Regions from separate parts of the Mus musculus genome. Here region 1 is linked to region 2. A link is a contact called in public HiChIP or PLAC-seq data. All regions are on one chromosome and are shown on one strand. Each heading gives the region's core, a stretch centred on a gene start, on an enhancer-like site or on the middle of the called end of the contact. The rest is flanking DNA. Distances are from core to core; before and after follow the strand shown.

Region 1 (4,639 bases), core at 509-3,008, 140 kb before region 2:
TCTACCCAATCAATAGTCTGTGTACACAGATACAGATGTGATCAGTTACTCTGTTGGATGATCAAACTGTGGACAGTAGATTCCTACAGTTTATTTTTAGGGAAACATAGACTGAAAGTATAAAAAAAATGAACAGGAAAACCCAACTAGAGCTGTATAACAATTAGTCACATGGTTATTTAATAGTAAGACTTTAAAAGCTGATAAAAATTCATGGTTCTAGAAACCGGTAATAGCTGTTATCATGAGTTCTTAAAACGCATACTGCCAGAACAAAAAGAGCGCAGCCTATTGGCATCCACTTTTGACACCCGTGATTCTGAGTTTTAACTATGGAAAACTTAACACTGCAATGCTCTAGGGTTTGTTTTGTTTTGTTTTGTTTTGAGACAAGGTTTCTCTGTGTAGCCCTGACTGTCCTGGAACTCACTTTATAGACCAGGCTGGCCTCGAACTCAGAAACCCACCTGCCTCTGCTTCCCAAGTGCTGGGATTAAAGGCATGCGCAACTACCGACAGCTACTGCTATAATTTTAACACATTCCTATCAGACGGTCCTGTGGCTGCAATGGTTACACAGGCTTAGCAGGGAGCTAAGTTTGGGCCTCAGGAGTGCTGAAAGCCAACAAAGGCGATATGGCGTCTACTCGAGCAACTTCCTTATCAGGAATGAACACATGTAGCTAATTAACTCCAGCAATCAGGAGCCAGCGTGAGTTACAATCAGACTTAGCTGACAAGATTGTCACCTGAAACTATCATGTCCAGATATCTCTGTACCTACCCACCCCTAAGCTGTAACTGATCTTGGCATTAATTTCAGATAACTTGATTATTTATTTACTATCTGCCGGGCACAAGTCCAAGTCACTGTTTCTATGCACCAATGCATTCAATATAAGAAGGTTAAAATATTCTGTTATTCAAGATATAAACATCAGAACAAGACACTACTTTACCTCTGGTAACCAGTGAGAGCAATGTCCTTTGTAACTACTTTGCAATTACTGTACAAAGTATACCATGTAGCCCAGGCTGGCCTAGAATCTGGTATATACAGTTTAAACCACCCTCACCTTGCAATTCCTCCAATCTCCCACCAACTGGTGAGAATACAGGGGTTTGCTACAATGCAGGGCATAGTAACAAATTTTCTTTTGTGTGTGTATATGGGGGGGGGGGCGCTATCATAGATCCTGTATGTATCAGAGGATGACCCTGACTTCTAACCCCTCTGCCATCACCTTTCCAAGTCCTGGGATCACAGGCATGTATCATCATGCCTATTTTATGAAGTGCTAAGGGTTAACCCCAGGTGCATGCTAGCCAAATACTCTACCAACTAGGCTACCTCTCCAGTCCCTTGTACAATCAGAAAGAAGGGGGGTGACAGGACACACATACACACCCAACAAGGCTGTGGAGGTCAGAGAATAATTGCAGGGGTCACTTCTATCCTGCAGGTCTGAGGGATTGGACTCAGGTCACCAGCGGACCACCTGCTGAATCATCTCAAGAGCCCACTCTTAATTTTTAGAAATATACCTATTCTCCTACAGTAAATAAGAAGACACTGTCCCTCTTTAAAGTATTGTTTGAACATGTAATGACAACTTTGTTCTTTTAGAAGAATAGACACTTGTGTGAAAGTTTAAAGGTGTTTTTCTTTCTGAGAGAATATGGCTATACAAACTCAGGGCGTTGAGTGTCACATTAACCTCTTTCCAGTCATGAGACAAGGACACAAACACAGTGCTGAGAACAAGGTCTCACAAGCTGACAATGAGAACACGGTCTCTCACAAGCTGACAAGTCTGTCAGATGCTGTCCTCAGTTAATAGCACCCATCCCTAAAGGGACGGGAGTTCTGAAACATCAGCTGGCACTTATACAAAGCACTGTATTGGTGGCACCATCAAGTTCCTTTTTGGCTTACCTTCTTCCTCTTCTGAAGCACGTGACTAGGCAGCAGCTGATGGAGTTGCTTTCTCTTCACATGCATTGCTGCAATCTTCATATCCAACTCAAACATTTTGCTGTTTATTGCTTGCCTATAAACTATACAAGCAGACATTGTTACAAAGAACAGAAATAGTTACATAAGGGCAGATCTAAATTCGTCTAGAAGAAAAGTAATGTAAGTGGGAACCTTTCCCACCGCCTGTCCCTAGTCGGATGCAATCCAATAGTAGGCAAGTCACGTATGTAACAAAGAGCAAATGCACATTCGATCCTTTAGCACACTAACTTTCCATGTGCTAATAAAAAGCAAGAATAACTGTTGAGGAAATAACAGAATTCAAAGAACTCTGTACATCTGTCTTTCCATCATCCACAAAGTCTAAGACTTTAATCCTGGAAGACACCACCTGCTGCTCACACAGTAAGGAGCCACACCTGAAGACACCTCACAAGCCAAGAACGACTGGAGGCTCTTGGCTGTTAAGAGAAAGTGCTGTTTGTGCAGAAGACCTGAGTCTGAATAACACAACCCAGCTCACAATTGCCTGGAACTCCAACTCCCGGGGATATAGCACCTTTCCATGAACACCTGTACCCCCACAGACACACTTTCACACACACTTTATATATATGAAGACATGGTGTGTGGCACATACCTTTAATCCCCAAACTATGGAGGCAGAGGCAGACAGATCCTTGTGAGTTCAGGGCCAGCCATATTTACATAGTGAGTTCTAGGACAGCGAGAGCTACATAATACATAAAACAAAAAACAAACAAAAAAACCCACAAAAACCAAAACCATAGAAAAGTATTTTCCATGAAAAACTCTCTTAATTCTTTCTATATTTTCTATTATGAAAAAATAAATTATGGCTCAAAAAGAAGATGCTATCAGTAAGTACAAAATATTTAGATCACAGTACCTCAAAATGGGAATATTTAAGTGAGGTTATATGGTACAACACCTGTAAAACCCCAACAATTAGTCATGAAAGCAGAGAATAAGTTGAATGTAATCTTAACCTTCATAGTAAGTCCAAGGGCAGGCTGGGCTACATTTAAAAAAACAAAAGGTGTGCGAGGGGGGGGGATTCAGTCAATCCATACAAAAATATTGGTTGCACAACTATAAAACCATTGTAGCAGCTGGAAACACAGCAGGAAAAAGCACAAGCAAGCTGCAGAATCCAGTGGAGAGGACAGAATAAGATAGACTGTCAAGTGACCAAGGACTAAGACAGGACACTGAGCTGCCATCAAACAGAACTTAAGCCACAGAGCCAGTCCTAGAACAATCTAAGCTACAAAACAAAACCCTACGCCAAACCCCAAATGACTTTAGTGCAAAGTAAGCTGACAGTAACTGAGTCCAACAGTATTTCAGGAAGAAAAAAAAACCCCAAAAACCACACACCCTGACCAGGAACCACAGAAGCCAAGAGAGAAGAGGCCATGGTCAAGGTTAGACCCATAGACCTCTAAATTCCTAACAAAGAGCTTTCCTAAGATTGCTGTTAAGACTCGGCTAGAAAACACTCTGGTGCTAGAGAGATGGCTTGCCAGTTCTCAGTACCTACTCAGCATCAACCCATAACCATCCAGGACTCCACTTTCAGGGGCTTAGACACCCTCTTCTGATCTTTGTAGGCACCAGGAATACACACAGTGCATATATATACATGTATACAAAATACCCATACACATAGAATAAATCCTCATAAAATATTTTTAAAAGAAAACCCTAATCCTAAGTAGCAATGGATGTTTGGCTTGTATCCATTGTGTCTAAGTAACAAGTCTTGCTTGCAAACTGCTATATAATTAACAAGCTGTGCTGGAAACACCCTCTAACTTTATTACCTTTCTAGTCCCAAAATATACAGACAATGAACAGTAATATTATAAGGAAGGAAGATGATGTACCACAAATTACAAGCAGAACTTGGCCTTTCCTTCTGCATGAAGTGGACAGTCACGTAAGCATGACCATTTGACATTAGACGTATGGTGTCTCACAAACCTTAACGACCAGGGTACCTCATACAAACAACCAATCTGAATCTAGCCAGTGTTTTACTTACATTGTAAATTCTACTAAGTAAGAAGAGGTCTGTCTGTCTCTCAGATGGGCCTTGACAGGAGTCCCATGACAGAACCAAGTAACTTCCCCCTTAACAGTATCAAAAGGACTTTGGCTTCTCAGTACCACAGTCCCCTGTCTGGGAATGTGTCTGCTGCTTTCTTTCAGTGAGTACCAATCAGTTCTGTCTGCCTGTGCCTTCCTTCATCAGCTTTCACACCCTCCCAGCCAGTGGCCTTTCACACACTATTTCACACATGCAGACTACTCAGTGACTGACAGCGTGTACACTGTGGCATTGCTGGAAAAAAGGTTCATCACTTCCCAAGCGGGTCAGAGCAGGAGAGCAATGGGTTTGGTGGAACCAAACTCCAGAAAGCAAAACAGCAGAAAAGAGAGTATTACCTCTCTCCTCACTGCAATTTACTGGTGTCAAAGTGACTTTTAAATAAATTGTCTCCATTACCCCTCTTTTCAGTTAAGTAGATTAAATCTTTATAAAATGTTAATTAAATCAATTTTCATAGAGGAAAACTCAGTGAGAAAAGTAAAAATGCTAATTAATTAGCCTGTTTTAAAGTGTGATCTGGAGGA
Region 2 (4,566 bases), core at 1,983-4,482:
ATGTGTTTGTGTGTGGGTATGTGCATGTAAGTACTGGTGCCCTCTGAATCCAGAGGCCAGAACCTCTGGAACAGGTGTTACAACCATCTGAGCCACCTGACACAGATGCAGCGATGGATTAATCTGGGTTCTTTGGAGATCAGCAAGTACTCTTAACCACTGAGACAGATCTTCAGTCCCCTTGGTCTTCTTTCTTTTTATTATATGTAAGTATACTGTAGTTATCTTCAGACACACCAGAAGAGGGCGTCAGATCTCATTACAGATGGTTGTGAGCCACCATGTGGTTGCTGGGATTTGAACTCAGGACCGTCAGAAGAGGAGTCAGTGCTTTTCTTAACCACTGAGCCATCTCTCCAGTCCCCTAACCCCCTTTTGTCTTGTTTCTTTATTAAGTCTCATTATGTAGCTGAGGGTAGCCTTCCTTGAATGAGCCATCCTCGTGCCTCTGCCTCCCGAAAGCTGGGCCCATCATGCTTGAAAATCCCTTCAAAGGAGAAAGGCAGCTCCAGACCCTAAGAGGTGCACAGGTGCAGTGATGGCCTCTGCTGGGGCGTGGCAGCCTCGACACTGTGCTCCTGTTCTCAATGTACGACTCTTTTTGAAATCATATATATATATATATATTACGTCTATATACGTGTGTGTGTGTGTGTGTGTGTGTGTGTGCACATGCCATGGTGTTCATGCAGAGGTCAGAGGACAACTGGGGGAGCTTGGCTCTCTCCTATCATGTGGGTCCTGGGGAACTGAACTCAGGTTATCAGGCAAGGCAGCAGTGACTTTGTCTGCTGAGCCATGTCATTGGAATGTGGTCTTTTGCTGTTGAGACAGGATCAGGGCAACCCAGCCAGGCTTCAAACCTGATCTGTAACCAGGGATGACCTGGAGCTCTTGATCCTTGCACTTTGACTTCCCACGTGCTGGGATTACAGGTGTGCTCCACCGGCCCCTCCCAGCTAAGTCTTCAATACAATCAACACGATCACAATGGACTGTGGGAATTCCTGTTTAGGATTATTATTTTGACTCAACGTCCTTGGTTTCTGGGATATACCAAGCTGCCACTGGGAATTCCTTTATAATTTTTACAAAGTTGACTGTACTTGGTTGGGTAATTATCTTCATCTTATTCAATTAATGCTAAGGTGCCAGCATTCTGCATTAGGAACCCGCCTTTTATAAACATTAAAAGAGCCCTGTGACTTGGGAGTTTGAATCCCACTTCCGCTAAAGGTGTGATGACAGTTCTCAACTCTTAACTATGCTAAATTTCTCCTAGAAAGTATAAGTGTTCAAGGCAACACCCTTAACACTTTTGGTGCAGTACGCTTGCTTTGTGGGAGTCTCACTTTCTTCCTTCGGTATCTGGAGATGCAGGCATCCTCTGGACAGCTTGTGCTATTTTATACTGTGTTCAGGAAACCATATCAAGCAGTCACCAAACAGAGCCTAAAGTCCAGTTCAAACCTCCTAAAGCCTGATACACAAGGTCCTGCTGGGACTTCCCACCCAGCTCTGTTTATAGTACAGAGAGTACTGTCATTATTTACTTGTAAGGTTCAGAGTCTCTTTGAGCCAGGGTCTCCCCATGTAGACCAGGCTGGCCTTCAACTTAAGGAGAGAGCCATCTGCATCTGTTTCTCTAGTGCTGGGATAAAACTGTGTACCTGATGCCGGGTAAGCATGTCTTATTAGTGTCAAAATATGCCTAGACCCAACCGGTTCTAGTCTTCAGGGCTTTCCTCCAGGCCAAACCACAGAATTTGGATTACTGCTCTGTCCTTCAGCACTGCCCTGGCTGTTTTCACCTTTGGTCTTCTAAGCCCAACATTCCACTATTAGCAACACTGTAGTTAGCAGTCTTAGGCCAGATTATGTAGCATTTCTTTTTATTTCACCCAGAGCAAAAGTTCCATCATTCCTTGCGATGGCTACACTCCTTCCTGTCTTCCCTCCTCAAATTCCTGGTACTTACCAAGCATTACGCATGTGGTAAGCCTTGCAGGTGGTGTTCTTATCTGAAAAATAACTCAGACGTTCATGTATCTTTCTACCTCCAAGTCTCCAACTAAAATATCATCTTTTAAAAATAAGAGGCCCTTTCTTACAAAGCACATAAAGACTCCGAATGGTGTGTGGTGGTGCAAGCCTGACATTTCAGCATTTGGGAGACCCTAATTTCTAGGGCAGTCTGGGCCACATAAGTTCAAAGTCAACCTCAACTACCTACCCAGTGAGAGACTGTCTCAAAACCCAATCCAACTAAACCAAAAGAACCCATTTTGAGGATGCCCCATTCACGGGCCAGAATTCCTTAATTCGGTCTCCTCAATCCAGGACTCGGTTTAGGTTCCTTCCCGGCACACGTCATTTCATTTGCCTCAATTTTCGAGTTTATGATATTAATCTGCTCACACCTGGCTGAGGTGGCAATGTAGGCTCAGAGAGGGTAGCATAGGTTCAAGGTGGCCCAGTGTCAAGTGTCAGGAATCTAACCCAGGACAGCAGACTTCCGGGCCTTTAGGGGCTGCCCTCCTAAGGAGCCAGCTGCGCCTCTTCACAGACTGTCTCCCTAAAAGATAAAAATCGGGCTGCGCAGAGCCTGCGGAGAGCACAAAGTCTTCCAGGAGGCAGCAGCCCCTCAGCGGGTCGGGAAGCGCCAGGATTTAACAGAGGAAACCGTACTGCCCGCAATCGCCCCGATCCCAAGTTTCCTGGTCGTCGGCGTGGCGCTCTGCAAACGGCAAACTACTAGATGCTTTGCAAACAAAGCCGGCAAGGGGGTGGGGGGGGGGGCAACCTGATGACAATAGGCATCGGTCAGAACCCGGACAGAAACGCCGGGTCTCCAGTCCTCGCCCTGCATCCCCGCATCACTTCCCGCAGGACAGCCCAGGCCGGACCCGCCCCCAGACCTCCGTCAGCCCTAGTCCGGGCGTCCGCCGGCGCCCACCACCCGGCCGCGACTGCAAGGTGAGGCTCCACGGGCCGCAGCCAGCCCGCCCACTCACCTGCGAGCGCCCATGTTCTTATCCTTCCTCGTCCGGAGACTGCTGGGGCCAGGATCGCGGCGCCGGCACCACCCCCGCCCCCGCAGTTGCCCCGCCCATTCACCACCGGAAATGCTCCGGCCCGGACTCTTTTTTTCCTGCCTTTCCAGCCCCGCAATATGGCGTCACTTCCGCTTGTGCCCGTTGCTCGAGTACGTGCCGGGAGTCTGGGTCTCGCGAACGCGCCAGGAGCGTGTCTCAGGCGGGAGCGCGCCCAGTAGATGACAACAAATTAGTCGCGCCGCGTCGGAGTCTTGTCTCGCCTCAGCCGCCAGCCCTCTCTGTCTGTCCCTCTGTCTCCCTACCGACGGAGCGCTTCGGAAGCTCCCGGCTTGGGGCGCCCGGTTCTGCTCAGCGCCCAGTCCCCGCCGGGCCTAGTGCGAGCGTCGCGACGCGGGCCATGGGGTTGCCCTGAGGGACGGCGGCGCCGAACCGACATGCAGCGGCCACCGCGAACCTAGATCCCCACCGCGGCTTGGGGACGCCGCCGGGCCGACCCTGAGGCGCTGCCGCTGCCTGGAGCCCAGGTCGGATCCCCCGAGTCGCCGCCGCGTGCAGCCCCGGCTCCCTCGAGCCGCCAGCCCTCACCATGCCTTGGCCATTTTCAGAATCCATCAAGAAGAGGGCCTGTCGCTACCTCCTACAGAGGTACCTGGGCCACTTCCTGCAGGAGAAGCTGAGCCTGGAGCAGCTGAGCCTGGATCTGTACCAGGGCACCGGGTCCCTTGCCCAGGTCCCCTTGGACAAATGGGTAAGCTGCTGTCAGCCAGCAGGGGTAGGAACTGGCTCTCCCCAGGGCGAGACCTGAGCGACTGTCATCCAGCATCGGGCACGTTCGGTTCTCCTTTGGGAATTGTTTAGATTCAAGTGTGGCCCGGCTCAGGGAAGTGTGTAAAGTGTAGCAAGTTTGCGCTCCTAGATCACGTGCTCCGGCTTAAACGGTGTAATGGAGGCACACACGGGGCGAAACAATCGAGTCATTGGTTGGGGGGGGGGGGGGGCGCTTGTGAGGCAGGCCCAGGAAAGTACGTGGCCACCCTTGCCTCTTGGGCTGCGAGTGTCTGCGGTGTTCCTAGGCAAACAAACCCTATTTCTGTGGATGACGTTAAGAAAAATTAAAGATGAAGAGGAGGTGACAGAAATCCCCAGTTATTTATTTTGGTCTGGATGCTGGTATATTTGCGTTTGCTGGGTTGGTTGTCTTCATTCACTGAAAGAAAGTTAGGCGAAGGCCCCTCTTGCCAGTTTGCCTGCTCTGCTTGCGTGAGGTTGTGAATGGCCCCAGTAGTGCTGTTTAGATTTGCCCTTTTGCTTCACGTGATAGATCGACAGGTCGTAAACGCAAATGTTGCAAAAGCTCGGGAGCCGAAGCCGCAGCGTCAGCCTTTTTTTAAAGAACCTGTTTCCTCCTAGAGGCTGTGAGTTGACTTCACCTGAACTTTGAGTATATTCAGTTCGCCAGAAGCAGTTGTATTTGCATCAGTGGGCTAAAATGCCTACTATTTTACTTAAG

Evidence for each region. HiChIP or PLAC-seq counts read pairs in DNA pulled down with a chosen protein or histone mark.
Region 1: an H3K4me3 HiChIP or PLAC-seq map of bone marrow-derived macrophages shows a contact between it and region 2, with 2.1 times the contacts expected there. The contact joins the enhancer-like site here to the promoter of Atg2b in region 2. A contact is called at or near these places in 2 of 39 promoter capture datasets (the HPC-7 cell line and liver), 2 of 484 Hi-C or Micro-C datasets (granulosa cells and megakaryocyte-erythroid progenitors), 4 of 115 datasets of contacts at active chromatin or transcription factors (bone marrow-derived macrophages, embryonic stem cells, extraembryonic endoderm stem cells and 1 more) and 3 of 9 other capture datasets (adipose tissue, liver and pancreatic islet).

What each region holds. Positions count from the first base shown.
Region 1 is chr12:105,820,975-105,825,613 of GRCm38.p6, reverse strand. It overlaps Papola (poly (A) polymerase alpha), which reads right to left. Exons shown (of 22, transcript NM_011112.4): 16 at 1,937-2,058. Among named protein-coding and RNA genes, the nearest start is that of Papola, 39 kb to the right of the region's middle. Within about 2 kb of position 1,758, at least 19 of the 459 cell types and tissues checked have an H3K27ac peak or open chromatin away from gene starts, as enhancers often do. A contact at or near this core is called in bone marrow-derived macrophages and megakaryocyte-erythroid progenitors, where this site is marked.
Region 2 is chr12:105,683,907-105,688,472 of GRCm38.p6, reverse strand. It overlaps Atg2b (autophagy related 2B), which reads left to right and starts at 3,232. Exons shown (of 42, transcript NM_029654.4): 1 at 3,232-3,804. The coding sequence starts at 3,643. It overlaps Gskip (GSK3B interacting protein), which reads right to left and starts at 3,121. Exons shown (of 3, transcript NM_178613.3): 1 at 3,015-3,121. The coding sequence starts at 3,028.